Linked DNA regions of Ovis aries: region 1 is linked to region 2. A link is a contact called in public Hi-C data. All regions are on one chromosome and are shown on one strand. The core of a region is the stretch at or near the end of the contact, and the rest is flanking DNA. Distances in the headings are between cores, read along the strand shown.

Region 1 (6,732 bases), core at 2,265-4,764, 450 kb after region 2:
TTTTAAAAACTGCTCAACAGTCTTAATACAGAAATCTTTAAAAGATAGACAGGATAACATGCTATATTAACCCCACCAGTGAAATAATCCAACACCATCACGATTCCGATTAAGAGAAGCAAAAAACCTTTTTTTCCCCCCCGACACCACTCGCCCTCCACTGCCCCGGGTACCACATCAAACAGTCTCCTCTCCTCCGCGCCTGCAGGGCCGTGAAGTCTCACCTCACTGGTTTCAGAGATGCAGGAGGCGGAGGCCCAGGAGACGCCGCCACCTTCTCCCGAACGTGCAAATCCATTTCAGTTTTATTACTCGCCCCCCTTCCAGTTCGTGGCCTTCTCCTCCCCGCCCCTCGTCCTGGCTGGTGTGGCTTTCCAACTAGGTTCTCCGGTCATTTCCGAGCGCCGGTCACTCAACGTCTCCTCCTCTGGCTGCAGGGGCAGAAAAAAAGAAAAGAAAAGAAAAGAAAAAAAAAGAGGGGGGGGGGGAGGAAAAAAAAGCCCTCCAAAAACAAAACGGGAATTCGCCAGCGTGGAGTCTCTCAGTCCCGGCGCTGAGGCCCTTGCGACTCCCCTCTCCCCGCAATACCTGCAGTCGGTCAAATTCGACGCCCCGGAGCCTTCGGTCTTCTTGGGGGGGGTGGGGGGGGGGGAGACTGAGGACGGGGATGCTGAGAACAAAACCCCTCCGGGGGCATGCCGGAGTCCCCCTCCCCTCCGGATCAAAAAAACAAAAAACCAAGTAAAGTAGCCCCAAAACACCGAGGGAGCGATGAGAGAGGAATAGACGATTCCTTCAGTCGCTAGAAAACTACCAACTCGGCTTCTGGCCGGGGGTGCAGACAAGTCCGGAAGCTCGCTGGAAGGGCTGGTGGTGGTGGTGGGGGGGTCTCTTCCAGCAAAGGGGAGGAAACTCGAAGTCGCTTTTTTCGCCATCAACAACACCACCAAGAACAACAATAAAAGGTCGCCCCTGTCTACCTCCGCCTCCGCCGCGTCCCTCCGGCCGGCGAGATGGGGGTTGGGAGCGCGGGTCCCCAGACGCCGTGGCGTTGCTCTCCGACCACCCGGACGCGGCCGAGGCCGGCCCTGCTCACTTTTTTTTTTTCTCCTTTTCCTTTTTTTTTTTTTTTTAACCCCCTCTTGTTTTCCCTTTTCTCTTGCAACTCTTTACTCTGTTCGCTTTTTTTTTTTTTTTCCTTTTTCATTTTCCTCTCTGGTTCTCCCCCCACCCCACCACCCGCCCCGTCCCTCTCTCTCCCAGCCGCGCGCCCTTCAGTAGGTGAAGACCAGGTTGGAGATGCTGGACTCCAGCCAGTCTCCCGAGATCATCTCGCTCACCTCGGGCGTGCAGTAGTCCGGGAACTCGAAGTGCGAGCCGGAGCCGGGTTCGAAGTTAAAATCCAGATCCCGGTCCAGCGCCGACGACGAGCTGAAGCTGCCCAGGGACATGCTCTCAAAGTTTGAGCTGGGGTTCAGGTCGAGCAGGTCGTCTTCGAACTCGTCGTCGGAGGACGACGAGCCCGAGGACGAGGACGAGGAGGAGGACGACGACGACGAGGAGGAGGATGAGGCCGACGAGGACGCGTGCGAGGGCGCGCTGGACGGGGCGGGCGAGGCGGCGCGCAGGCTGGCGTAGCTACGGTGGTCGGCGGGCGAGCGGCCGGCGGCCGGCGACGAGGCGGCGCTGCTGCGGCCGCTCAGGCTCGGCCCGTCGGGCGAGCAACCGGCGCCCCCTTCCTCGTACAGGCCCAGGGGGTCGCTGGGGTCGGCGCCCGCGCCCACGCCGCCGACGGGCGAGGACGACGCGCCCAGGCCGCCGAACAGGTAGACGCGCTTCACCTTCTTCTCCGCCAGGTGTTTGCCCGGGGCCGCCAGGCCGGCCGAGGCCGAGGCCGCCGCGGAGGCCGAGGCCGAGGCGCTGGGAGTCCGCGCCTTGTACAGCGAGTGGTGGTCGGCGGCCGCGGCCGCGGCGCCCAGGGGCAACAGGGCGGCGGCCCCCGCCTGCTCAGCGGCGAACGAGGACGACGACGACGACGAGGAGGAGGAGGCGGCGGCGGCCGCCGCCGCCGCCTTCCCGCCGCCGCCCGCCAGGATGAGCTTGGCATGGGGCTTGCCGACCCCGCCGCCCGCTACTTTGGAGCCGCAGCTCTTTTTCTGAGCGGGTTTGGAGTTGGCGCCGCCGCCGCTCGCGCCGCCGCCGCCTCCTCCCCCTGCGTGGCTGCCCCCGCCGCCGCCGCCCCCGTGGCCGCTGCCACCGACCTTGTCGCCCTTCTCCCCGGGCTTGGAGGCGGCGGCGGCCGCGGAGCCCGAGTTGGCGTTGCCGGACTTCACCTTCTTCCTGGGCCGGTATTTGTAGTCGGGGTAGTCAGCCATGTGCTTGAGGCGCAGCCGCTCCGCCTCCCGAATGAAAGGGATCTTGTCGCTGTCTTTGAGCAGCTTCCAGCGTTTGCCCAGCCGCTTGGAGATCTCGGCGTTGTGCATGTCGGGTGACTGCTCCATGATCTTGCGCCGCTCGATCTGCGACCACACCATAAAGGCGTTCATGGGCCGCTTGATGTGCCCACTCGGCGTCTTGCACCAGCTCGGGTCGTCGGCCTTGCCGCCCGTGGAGGCGGTGGAGCCGGGCGTGGGGGAGGAGGCGATGCCCAGCTCGAGGCCGGCGCCCGAGTCCGAGCTCTCGCCGGCGAGCAGCGCTTCCGTGTTCTCGGCGTTGTTGGTTTGCTGCACCATGGCCCCGGCTCGGCGGGCGCCCACGCGCGCTCACACCCTCGCGGCGGCCGCGGCGCGATCGCCGGGCCCTCCTGGCTCCCGGGACCAAGCGCACGCCGAGCGGGGGTACGTGCGCGGCGGTCGAGCGGGCGGCTCAACTCCTGGTCGGGGCGGAGGTGGGCGAAGAGAGAAAAGTCTCTAAAAAGATGCGAGGCGGGAGCACTCCGCCTCCTGCAGAGGAGTTATAGTTCCCAGGCTGGAGAATCTCCCTCTCTCTCGCTCTTCTCTCTCACCGCGCCGCAGTTTGCGCTGTCTTTCGGCTCTGCGTCCTGGAGACGGTGCTAAAGTGGAGAGGAGTTTCTCGAATGCTGGTTGCTGAAGCTTCCAATGCAAGTTTCTCGCCGCCTCCCAGGCAAGTCTTTTTTTTTTTTTCCTTCCCCTGAAGCAGTTGATTCCAGTTCGCGAGCGCTCTCAGAAGCTCAGGAAAGCGACATAGTCTCTATCAGTTAGTCCCTCTCTTACAATGCAGAGCAGAAAAGGCTCTGGCTCCAGGACTCTCTGTGGGCGGAATCGGCACTAAGGAGTTTGTGCAATTATTTTGTTGCAAGGTAGGACGCCAGAAAGCCTTCATGCAACAGACTGGCATGAATAAATGTATGTTTCCCCCTCCCTCCTGCAAGAAGGGAGCTGGTAATGGCAGAGTTCCTCCAGTGCAGACTCTTAAAGAGCGTGCAAGAACTAGAGACCCGGAGCGAAACAGGCCTCTTCCTCTCACACACGGTTTCCCTTGCTGCAGCTTAGAGCGGACCCCAATTCCGCCTCGCGCCTCTTTATCCTTTCCCAGTCTTGGCCGCGGCCAATCAGCCGCTGTAACCAACGCTTCCTCGTGCCAAGCCCCTCCCCCGAGCTTCCCATTGGCTTGGAACCCGATGCAATAATAATCTCCGCGTGCAATGAGAAGCTCCAAATCTGACCTCATTCCAATTTACAGAGCAAACTTTTTAAAAGGGCTAGAAGTACAGCTGAGATTTCTGCTGCCTCTTTTTTCCTTTTGCTGTGCGTGCTTGCGTGTGTGTGTGTGTGTGTGTGTGTGTGTGTGTGTGTGTGTGTGGTGTGTGAAGAGGATGTTAATGCATGAAATTATTAAGGGGAGAGACGGAAATGTATTCTAACCATTATGTTAGATAACAAGGGGCTTAGAAGGGGGGGAAGGGTGAAATACTGTAAATGGAAGCTTTCTGCTTAAAAGCCAAGTGATTATTTTTATTAGTTCTTTTCAGTATTGGAATAGAGAATCAGCCTTTATTGCAAAATCTGTTCCTCGGCTCCTTCATAAAGCCAAGGATGTAAAAGAGGGAGGGAAAGCTATGAAAATAAATCAATAGACATTGAAAACCATTAAGAAAGTGGTACCTAGACACCTGTCATCACTATTATTTTAACAATTCCAGGTACAGCACAGATGTTGATGTATTATGCTAATCCCTTCAGAGCTATTTTGGTGCTGTTTGTGAAAGGCAGAAAAGAGCATTTTGGGGGGGCAATAGTTACTTGCTCTCTTAACCAAACGGGTTAACTATAGTTATTGAATGATTTAAACTCCCCTTTGAATCCTGGATGGGCTTCCCTAGTGGTGCAGTGTGGTAAAGAATTTGCCTGATAATGTAGGAGGCAAGGGAGACTGGGTTCCATCCCTGGGCCAGGAAGATCCCCTTGGAGGAGAAAATGGCAATCCACTCCAGTATTCTTGCCTGGAAAAATCCCATGGACCGAGGAGCCTCATGGGTTACAATGCACAGGGTTGCAAAGAGCTGGACATGACTGAGCACACAGCACAGCACACACAGTCATAAATCCTGGGTTGCCCAAACAGAGGAGCTTTCCACTGGAACACAATAGGCAGTGTTCCAGAGTTAAGAGGAGAATTTCCATAGTTTTGTGTAAGATGATAATGGTGAGTAAAGGATGGGAATCAGTTTTACTTTTTAAGTATTAGTTTTCCACATTTTCAAAATTAAAGATAGCTTCACACTTCATCCTCTCTTCCCCAAACCTTCCTCCTCCTTTCCTTTTTATTTTCTCCTATATGTTCGTCACTTCAATCATATGGAATTAAAAGGCCAAAGCAAAGAGACACTGTAGAAGGCAGTGATAACTAGTAGCATAAAAGAATGGACCTTCTGAATTTATATTAGACCTGGCTGCTAGTCCTTCTTACTAGTCTTGTGACCCTGGGGATGTGACCAAGTCTCAGTTTACCTCATCAGTGATATGGGAACACTAGGAACTACTCTATGTAGTGTTTTGTGGGAGTTAAGTGAGCTTGATGTATAGTAAGCCCTCAGTGAATACTGTATTATCCTTCATGATAATTCAGATTCCAGAGACATTCCCTCTAGTAAAAGCAGCATGTTGTTCAAGAGACTAAAATTGAGGGAGGTCACTGATGTGAAAAAATCATCACAGATCATGGATGTGAACCGTCCAAGGACCACACTGGCAACCCAGTCATCCTGATGATTTGAAAAGAAGCCTCATGAAGAGCATTGTGAAGAATGTGGCAAAAAAAAGTTCCCACGTAGTCAAAATACATGTTAATTTGGCCACAGACATCTCTTGTTCTAAGGTATGAAAATTAAAATTATAATAAAGATTGGCCTTAAAACCATAAGACTGTTTTTCTATAAGCCAGTGATAAGTGGTTAGGTAGGGCTAACCTAACATAATTAAGCTTTCAGTTCTGATCAAACTAGTGCTGGGCAGCAGATTTCTACTTATCTTGTCAAACTTTTAGAGTATGTAGGCTGGGGAGAGGCCCAGGTTGTCAGATGTAGAATTTTACTGGAAAGAACACCCTTTGGCGACATCTGACTGGATCTCTAAGGATCAACAACACACAAGAATGTTTTTGTGGGGTAGAAGCAAATAATTTTTGACCAGTAGCTACCCAAGTTATATATTTTTTTCTTTTAGAAGGGGAAACAAATCTTGAAAACAAAAATCCCACAGGCACCTCTTTTGCATCTAACAAAGCTGGGTGTGTCATCATTTTATCTGGTATTCATATTATAACATAGCCCTATATGTTCTCAATCTGACATAAAAATTACTATAAGAGGTCTATTATTTATTTTTAAAATCCATAGTTTTACCAGAATAAAAAAAGAATAAATACTATGTTTGAGATTTGTAGCAACTAATAATCTGAGGGTGTGACTAAATTTGTGATGTTTCAGTCAAAGTGAGTGAATAATATAATCAGTATCATTAATTATATTTCCAAAGCCATTTGCGAGTCTTCCACTGAAGAAAAAAGTGGAAGTTAAAGCAGTCAGAATGATTTTATGTTTAAAGCACGCAGATTTTTTTTTTTTTTATGTGTGTACTAAAACATAGCCACTGGCCTATTTCTATTGTTAGGTATATTTTCTATATTTCAACAAATCTAACTGATGTCTTGCAGACATACCATGGTCACATGCTATTAAGGGAGAACAACTGCCAGTGAATCTGAGATCTGCATGGATGTAAGACATCTGAAAAGAAAAAAGTTCCTCTTAGAATTGAAGAAATATTGTATTAGTAATTTCCATTGACATAAAAGATTATTATAGTATATATGAATGCTTAGACTTCTGAAGTAGATTTGTTCTTATGTGTTAGTAGCCCTCTTAAAATGTAAGAAAACGTGTGACAAGTGGCCTTTTATTAAAGACATCTTTCTCACCAACTGGATATGTGCACATTGAAATGTATGAGGTCTCAATAGCAAATAATGAGAAAAAATTTCTGTGTTCTCATTACCTAACTTCACATGCTTTGTAACCAGTTTTTCCATTACTAACATTTTTTTCCGAAATACCAGATATTTGGTGGCCCCTACTAAATCAGTACTCAGTGTTCCCTCTGCTGGCTTTGTAGTACATGAAGTGATTCTTAATGCTACTCTCTAAGCCATATTAACAGTAAGCCAAGATAATTTTGCAAAAAAAAAAAAAAAAAAATCCTGTTTCAAAATAAT
Region 2 (6,743 bases), core at 1,672-4,171:
AACTTCAAAACAGTTTAGTGCACAGAAGAGGAAAAATAATCTAACCTTCTGTTAGTCATTCTCAGAGGTCTTTAAGCTTAAATATCTTGCCATTTGCAACATCATTTTCATGACCCCCGACTTTAAAGAGATTAACTGAAATTTCATAACTGCCTCACTCTGGCGGTTCTTTGGTGGGGGAGAACCAGAGGGTCAAGGAACAAGACGGACACAAAAATCTGTATTTTGCACTCTTCCTTTGCACTTGAGAAAGAAAAGCGGGGCCGAACCATCTGTATAATACTAAACCAAATCTCTTTAATTCCAGTCAGCTTTTATCATTCAGTCACTGAGTCTGTGTGTGGAAAAATTCAGGCTAATTCCCCCCTAGCAACAGCCTCAGCCTATCAGAAGACTGGATGCTCCGTGCAGCTGCCAGCCAGAGAGAATAACTCTAAGTAGGTCAGGCCTGTATTTCTAAAAATGCTACGGTCTAGTAACCCCACTGTCCCGTCTGTCTGCCCTGCCCCGTAATAACCTCAATTGCTTGGTGACACAATGACATACTACCCTGTTAGAGAGCAATCACATCATGCTACATTATTCTGCTCCGAGCCTGACTGCTGGGTGAAGGACCCTCGGAGGGGACAGCATTAATCAGGCAACCATTCACGTCCACCCGCACTTCAGTGGCGAAATGGGGACTGCATTAATGACCAGCTGTTTGAACTAACACAAACAAAATCATGTCTTCCACCCTGTTGGGTGCACAGAACACGCCATCCTGAGCCGGCAGGTTCCGCTCCTTGACGAAAGCGAAGAGGTACATTAAAACGGGCTCCGACCACGCCAGCTCCGGCACCCCCAGAGTAAATATATTTAAATTATCTGACAGGCGCGGCTCCAAAAGCTGATTGAATATGCACGGCTTTCCCGGCCACCGATTTCCCCCTAATTCACATTAAAAAGGGAAACGCAGGCCCGGGGAAAGCAATACGTAGGCGCGTTTTACCCAGGAGGCCAAAAGCTGAGGGGCTGAACTAAAATTGACTTCTCTTCGGGCAGAGAAACAAAGCAGGGCGAGGAGTAATTGTGCGGCGTGAACACAAATACAAATACGGCATGAATGCCGTGGAGGAGCGCTGAAAACAAATAAGAGTAAACATCCCCAGCCTCCCGACCAATCAGCTCCTCCCACCGGCTCTTTGTGGGGCTGGAGTCACACACAAGGCAATCTCTAAGCGCCAGAGAAAAGGGAGGGAAGTGAACGTGGCCTTCGCCTCCCCACCACTGCGGTGCCCTGACTTCCCACGGGCTTACTAACAGAAGGCTGTTTGGCTGCGAGACCGCCAAGGCTCCGGCAAGGTTTACACGGGGGCCAGCAACAAAAATCAGAACCCCACTGCAGTTGCCCAATTCTAAGATGCGATTTTTCGCATTTAATTGACCCTATTTCATCTGAACTGTAACTTTTAACTCCTCTCCACGTGAATGCACAAAAACCGAGCAAACAAAAACTCTGTGTGGATGCAGAGATACGGGGTGATTGGCAACAGCTGCTTGGGGCTATTGGAGGAAATACCGTGTATTGACTGGGAGCACGCTGATATTTGCATGCACGATTCATCTGCATTTTTAAGGGTTCATAGCTTCGTTTAATGAACATACAATATCCCCCCACCCTCCCGCACAAATGGATAATCCAGCCTTCAATTATGCAGAACCCAGCAAGTCTTAGACGTGTAATCCATCAGGATTTGATTTACAAACACAGAAAAATTCCTGACTCCATTTGCCCTGGTTTGAACTGGGTTTGATAACTTAGTTATGACTGTCTTCTTCACTCTGTGGCACACATCACACAGTTATTCTTGGAGAGGTGCAGGCGCTGACGCAACCATGAACCACTAATTACAAGCTGCTGACATTCTGCTTGTCTATGCAGCTTTGAAGTTCTAAAGTCTGTTTTTCTCTCTGATGGGCTTGCTCAGTTGCATTCTCCTTCCCTCATTGCTCCCCACCCCCCATCATCCCCTCTTTCCTTCTCTACACTGGAAGCCTTTCTGCATGTGCTGTAGGACTACCTGGAGCAAATCTCTAAGAGCAATCAGCTTCTCCAACCTGCTTTCTTTGCATTCCCTCCCTGCTCTCCACGCACAGAGATCTACAGTTTCCAAGTACAGTAATCAGGTCCCCACCCAGCCCCACCCGCAGGAATGCGCCAACAGCTGGCCAAACATAATCCAACACACAGAGCCGCCTTTGTAGAAATAGTAACAAACAGTGGAAGGGCCAGACAGGCGTCCCAGAAGAGCTCCCCATGACAACTGGGAAAGCACCTCACCCCCAGTTTTGAGCTGGGCTTGGAGCACCAGAGCCCACGCAGTGGAATCTAAAAGAAGCCTCAGGTGCCTCCCCCAACCTCACCAGAGGCTGTTCCGAGGGCACCCGCGTCTCCAGATGGCAAGGTAGATGCAGGCTTTCTCTATGTGGAGCATGACTCTGCTCTGCCACATGGCACACGCCCTCGAAATGCGACATCGTGATCCCAAATCTCATGAACAGCATCCGCACCTGAATCTAACCAGCTACCTTGAGAGCTGGTAGGACCACCTCTTCCCTACAAAAGGATTTCTTTTTTTAATTACAGGCTGATCCGGGAATTCAGAAACACGTAAATATAAGATTGCATTCATCTCCATTGTGCGCTTAGCATCTGAAGCCTGTGGTAGCCAGCTGGTCTCAAAGTCATCTGGGATACATTTATTTTGATTAAATTGATCAGATTTCTATTTACTGGATAGAATTTTTCATCATACTGAATACAGCTGTGTTTACAGGGGATCTGTCGAAGAAGAAGCAAACAAAACCCTACAGTCAGTCCGAGCGAAGCACAGAGCATTCAGAACTTCAAGGAGTTAAAGCTGAGGAGGGTTGCTTTCACATTAACAAGAAAATTCTGCATGCAGCTGCTTTGGCCATGCTCTCTAGCTAGTCAGGAAATGGGTGTTGAGCTGAAGCTGAAAATACAAGCTGCAATCAAGCCCGATCCAGCCAAGTGACAGACTTCCTGTGTAAACTGGTCAGAAATCGCCCTCTTTTCATGTCTCTACATGCATGCGCATGCATTTAAATCCATGCTGCAAGGCTGATCTTCTCCCTGGGGACACTGGTACAGTCACCTAGCCCATCAGTTTCTTCCTTGACAGCACCGGGGACATCCAGACTACAATTTACAGTTCTTCCACCCATAGATCTGGGTTATAAATTATGCCTTCCTCCCTAGAATGCGAATGCAGGGCCAGCGGCAGACAATCGAACGGCATTCCACCTCTCCTCTTTCTTCTCAGGCGCTCGCTCCCTTGCTCTGCCTTTCTCCAACTCTGCCTCGTCGGCAGGCAGGCACGCAGACACATCAGAGACCAGGTTTATCCATCTTCAGCTCCACTCTCAAGTAAAATGCCACCACATCTCGCCACGGGTCCTTCCTCCCAGACTAATCCCTGGGAGCAGCCCGAGCTGGGTGCGCCGTGGGGAAGACCAGTGGGCATTGGACGGATCAAATTCCTAACTTCTCCTGCCCCGGTCCTTGGCGTTCTTTCTATCCATCCCACCCTGGGTCTTCTCTCGCATCACCCTGTCCTCCGAGTCCCCTCGCCTGCGAGGGGACCCCGGCCAGAGCTCCACCAGCAGGTCCTTCTTCTGCGCTGCGTAGACCGATGATGCCGGGTTCCCGTGCGCCATGAAGAAGCCGAAGCCGGGAGACAGCAAGAGCAGCTCAGGTAACCAGGAGAAGCTTGGCGTGCCCACAGCGATGCAGCCCTGGAGCTGTGAGGAAAGACGGTCTGGCTTCAGAATTAAAAAAAAAAAAAAAAGAGAAAGAAAGAAACACAAAACAGCGCAGCTCAGCGCCTGCGGGGGTGGGAAAAACAGACACAAACCATAAAAAAAAAAAAAAAAAGCAAGAGTTAAAATCAAATTTCAAAAAATATATATAATACATAGATCAGAGTACTTCATGCGACTTTTATTTCTGATGTTTCTCGGGTTATTGGCCTCCCCGCCCCCTCCAAAATCTCTCCTGTCCCCGAACGCTACTGTCCATGAGTGCCGAGTCACAAAGGCTTTTGCTCCAAAGTGCTAGCAGACCCAGCATCACATGAGAAGCCACATGACAACTGGAGTCGGCTGCTGATGTGGTCAACTGTGTTGCCGAGGCAGGGGGAGTAGGAGGGAGACAGAGCTTAAGTGAGACATGCCCCTCTTGTGCTCCAGGAAGAAATTTCCTTAAAAGAACAATGAGAAAAAAAGGCATCTCTGAAGAAATGCTGGTGAATGCACCCGGACTTGCAGACATGCACACTTACATAGCCTAGAGACACCGTGGGTGCTTGGAGACATTTTGAGGATGCTGTACCTCAAACACAAGCTGGATGGCAGCAATATTATTTCCAGTTTGTATTAGTCAAAGCTTGATTCCACTTAAGTGGATTCCTGAAAAGCACACGCCATGTCTTCATAGCATGATCAGGCTTGGAAAACCAATTCTATTATCTCTCCCTGCAATCTGCATCTGAACCTGCATTCTGAATAATTTATTTTTAGACTAATAAGATGCTGGCCAAGACCGCTCCCTTTCTTGTTGGGCAGGTGGCACAGGCAATATTCACCCAAGTGGGAAAAGCTTGCCCCTTTGTAGGGAGAAGAGTCGGTTTTCATTATTTTCCAAAAATGCACTTTCTCATTTAAAGGCGTACAAACACATAATGAAGTTCTCCTGCAAGTAAGCATTAAAAACAAGCAAAATGTTTCTGCTTCGCTGAACTGACAAGCCTCATACCTTCCCTGTGGCATCTCAGGCTGGCGGATGGTGGTGATATTTTTCTGATTATGCTCGTGGCTTCAACTAGACCCCTTAAGCCATGTGGATATTGCTACTCCTCGGCAGGGTGAAAGCGAACAACTGCTTTCCAGAGCATCTCTCTGAAGAGGTGCTGTGCTGCCCAGGTACACTGTACCAGTTATATTAAGGCAGGTAGGAGAGAGATGGCCTCAGGGCCTTGTCGAATCCATCAGTCATCCCAGAATTAAATACGCTGCCTATATGCAGCATCCTCCCCACAGTGTGAAAGGTATGCCTCTTTAGAAAATTCGAGCATGCCAGCTAACTAGAACGAGAGCATCAGTAAACAGGTGGCAGGAATTGTCTACAACTTGTCTTACTCAACTGTAGGTATCAAGGTGAGCGGCCCTTCATTCATTCAAGTGCATATTATAAGCTTCCAGGTGTGTTTGTGTCAAGGATGGTCCTGGACACCGGGGAGAAGACAGGCAAGGTCTCTGCCATCCTAGAGCTCATGGCCCAGTAACAGCATGTGTCTTTTTACCTTCGAGGTCAACCATCTCCCAATCTGGATACTCCAAAGACATCTAAGGAAAAAAGCCCGTGGTTTTTCATGCCTTTCCGGCCATCAACCTGTATGAACTCTGGAGTTCTATGGATTCTTTCCTTACAAATTACGCTTGAATTTAAGGTGTCCTCTCCAGTCCTCCATTCCAGAGTCTACGCTCACACACTCACGCCTGCACAGTCCACATTCTTCTCTGTTGCCTCCTTCTTTGTTCTAGTCCATTGGGCAACTGGCCAATAAACAAACCTTAATAAACCACCATGTTCTGGATGTCCAGACCCCCTTCTCCATGTGGTCTGGGCAAACCTGTTCAAAACTGAGGATGGCTGCTTATCTCTTCAGGTGTATATGCTACCAGTAAAAACACCCTATATCTGACAGTACATCATCTATGTCAGTAGACCGCTATTCCTGAGCCTCTGAAGACATTATCCATTGAATCAGGAAAAAAATAGTAATTTTGGCTTATTTTTGTGAGTAACTAGGCCTAAAGCACGGCAAGGAAACCAAAGGCACAGGAGGCACTGCCCCTGCCCTCAGACAATGTGTAATCTATGCAACCTGTGCTCTCTTGGCACTAACCATGTACTATCTTGAATTGCTCTCTCTTCAAGGTTTATTTATTGTAATAATAATAAGCAGGTCTAAATCTGCCTACCAAATGAATGTTGGGTAAACAGTGCCCAAGAAGGTCTAAGAAGGGAAAGACGAATTCTACCTAAATCTCTGCCAAGGTCCCCAAAGAACCCTGAGATCTGCAGTGCGCTATGAAACATCTGGCCAGGGTAGGGGGCAAGGCTTGGGCCATAACAATAATAGTAACAGGAGGAGCGAAACACTAGCCCTTCATTTATGCCAGGGTCTCCTCTAAGCATTTCACATCCCTGAACACAGTTAATCCTATGAGGGACTTAGTGCTTTAATAACCTCTTTTCAATGGTACAGAAATACCCATGAGAGGTTAAATAAGCTGCCCAAGACTGCACAGCAAATAAGTGCTAACAGATCGATACATCTGGCCTCTAAGAACCACTTTTTAACTGCCATGCTGTACATTCTCGGAGCTGGAAACCAGAAAGGTGAGGGACACACAATCCTGACTGAGGTGAGTGAGGGGATCAATTCAGTTCAAGCAGAGGGCAAGGTTTGTAGAAGTCAGACAAGAGCAGGGAGAGCCATATTACAAGGCAAAGGCATTTTACTCTTATCCTAAAAAGCACGTGACTTTTCCATCATTGTTCCAAATTATAGGAAGACTTTTCTGGTGGTTCAGTGATAAAGAATCTGCCTGCAATGTAGGAGATGGAGTTCAATCCCTGGGTTGGGAAGATCCCCTAGAGAAGGGCATGACGA

Evidence for each region. Hi-C and Micro-C count contacts between places; a contact is called where the count stands out from the background.
Region 1: a Hi-C map of hypothalamus shows a contact between it and region 2, with 5 times the contacts expected there. The contact joins the promoter of SOX4 here to the enhancer-like site in region 2. A contact is called at or near these places in 3 of 16 Hi-C or Micro-C datasets (hypothalamus, omental adipose tissue and skin fibroblasts).

What each region holds. Positions count from the first base shown.
Region 1 is chr20:35,782,484-35,789,215 of ARS-UI_Ramb_v3.0, forward strand. SOX4 (SRY-box transcription factor 4) reads right to left here and starts at 3,515. Exons shown (of 1, transcript XM_027959226.3): 1 at 1-3,515. The coding sequence starts at 2,732. The coding sequence ends at 1,275.
Region 2 is chr20:35,328,405-35,335,147 of ARS-UI_Ramb_v3.0, forward strand. No RefSeq gene overlaps it. Among named protein-coding and RNA genes, the nearest start is that of HDGFL1, 390 kb to the left of the region's middle. Within about 2 kb of position 2,922, at least 12 of the 54 cell types and tissues checked have an H3K27ac peak or open chromatin away from gene starts, as enhancers often do. A contact at or near this core is called in hypothalamus, where this site is marked.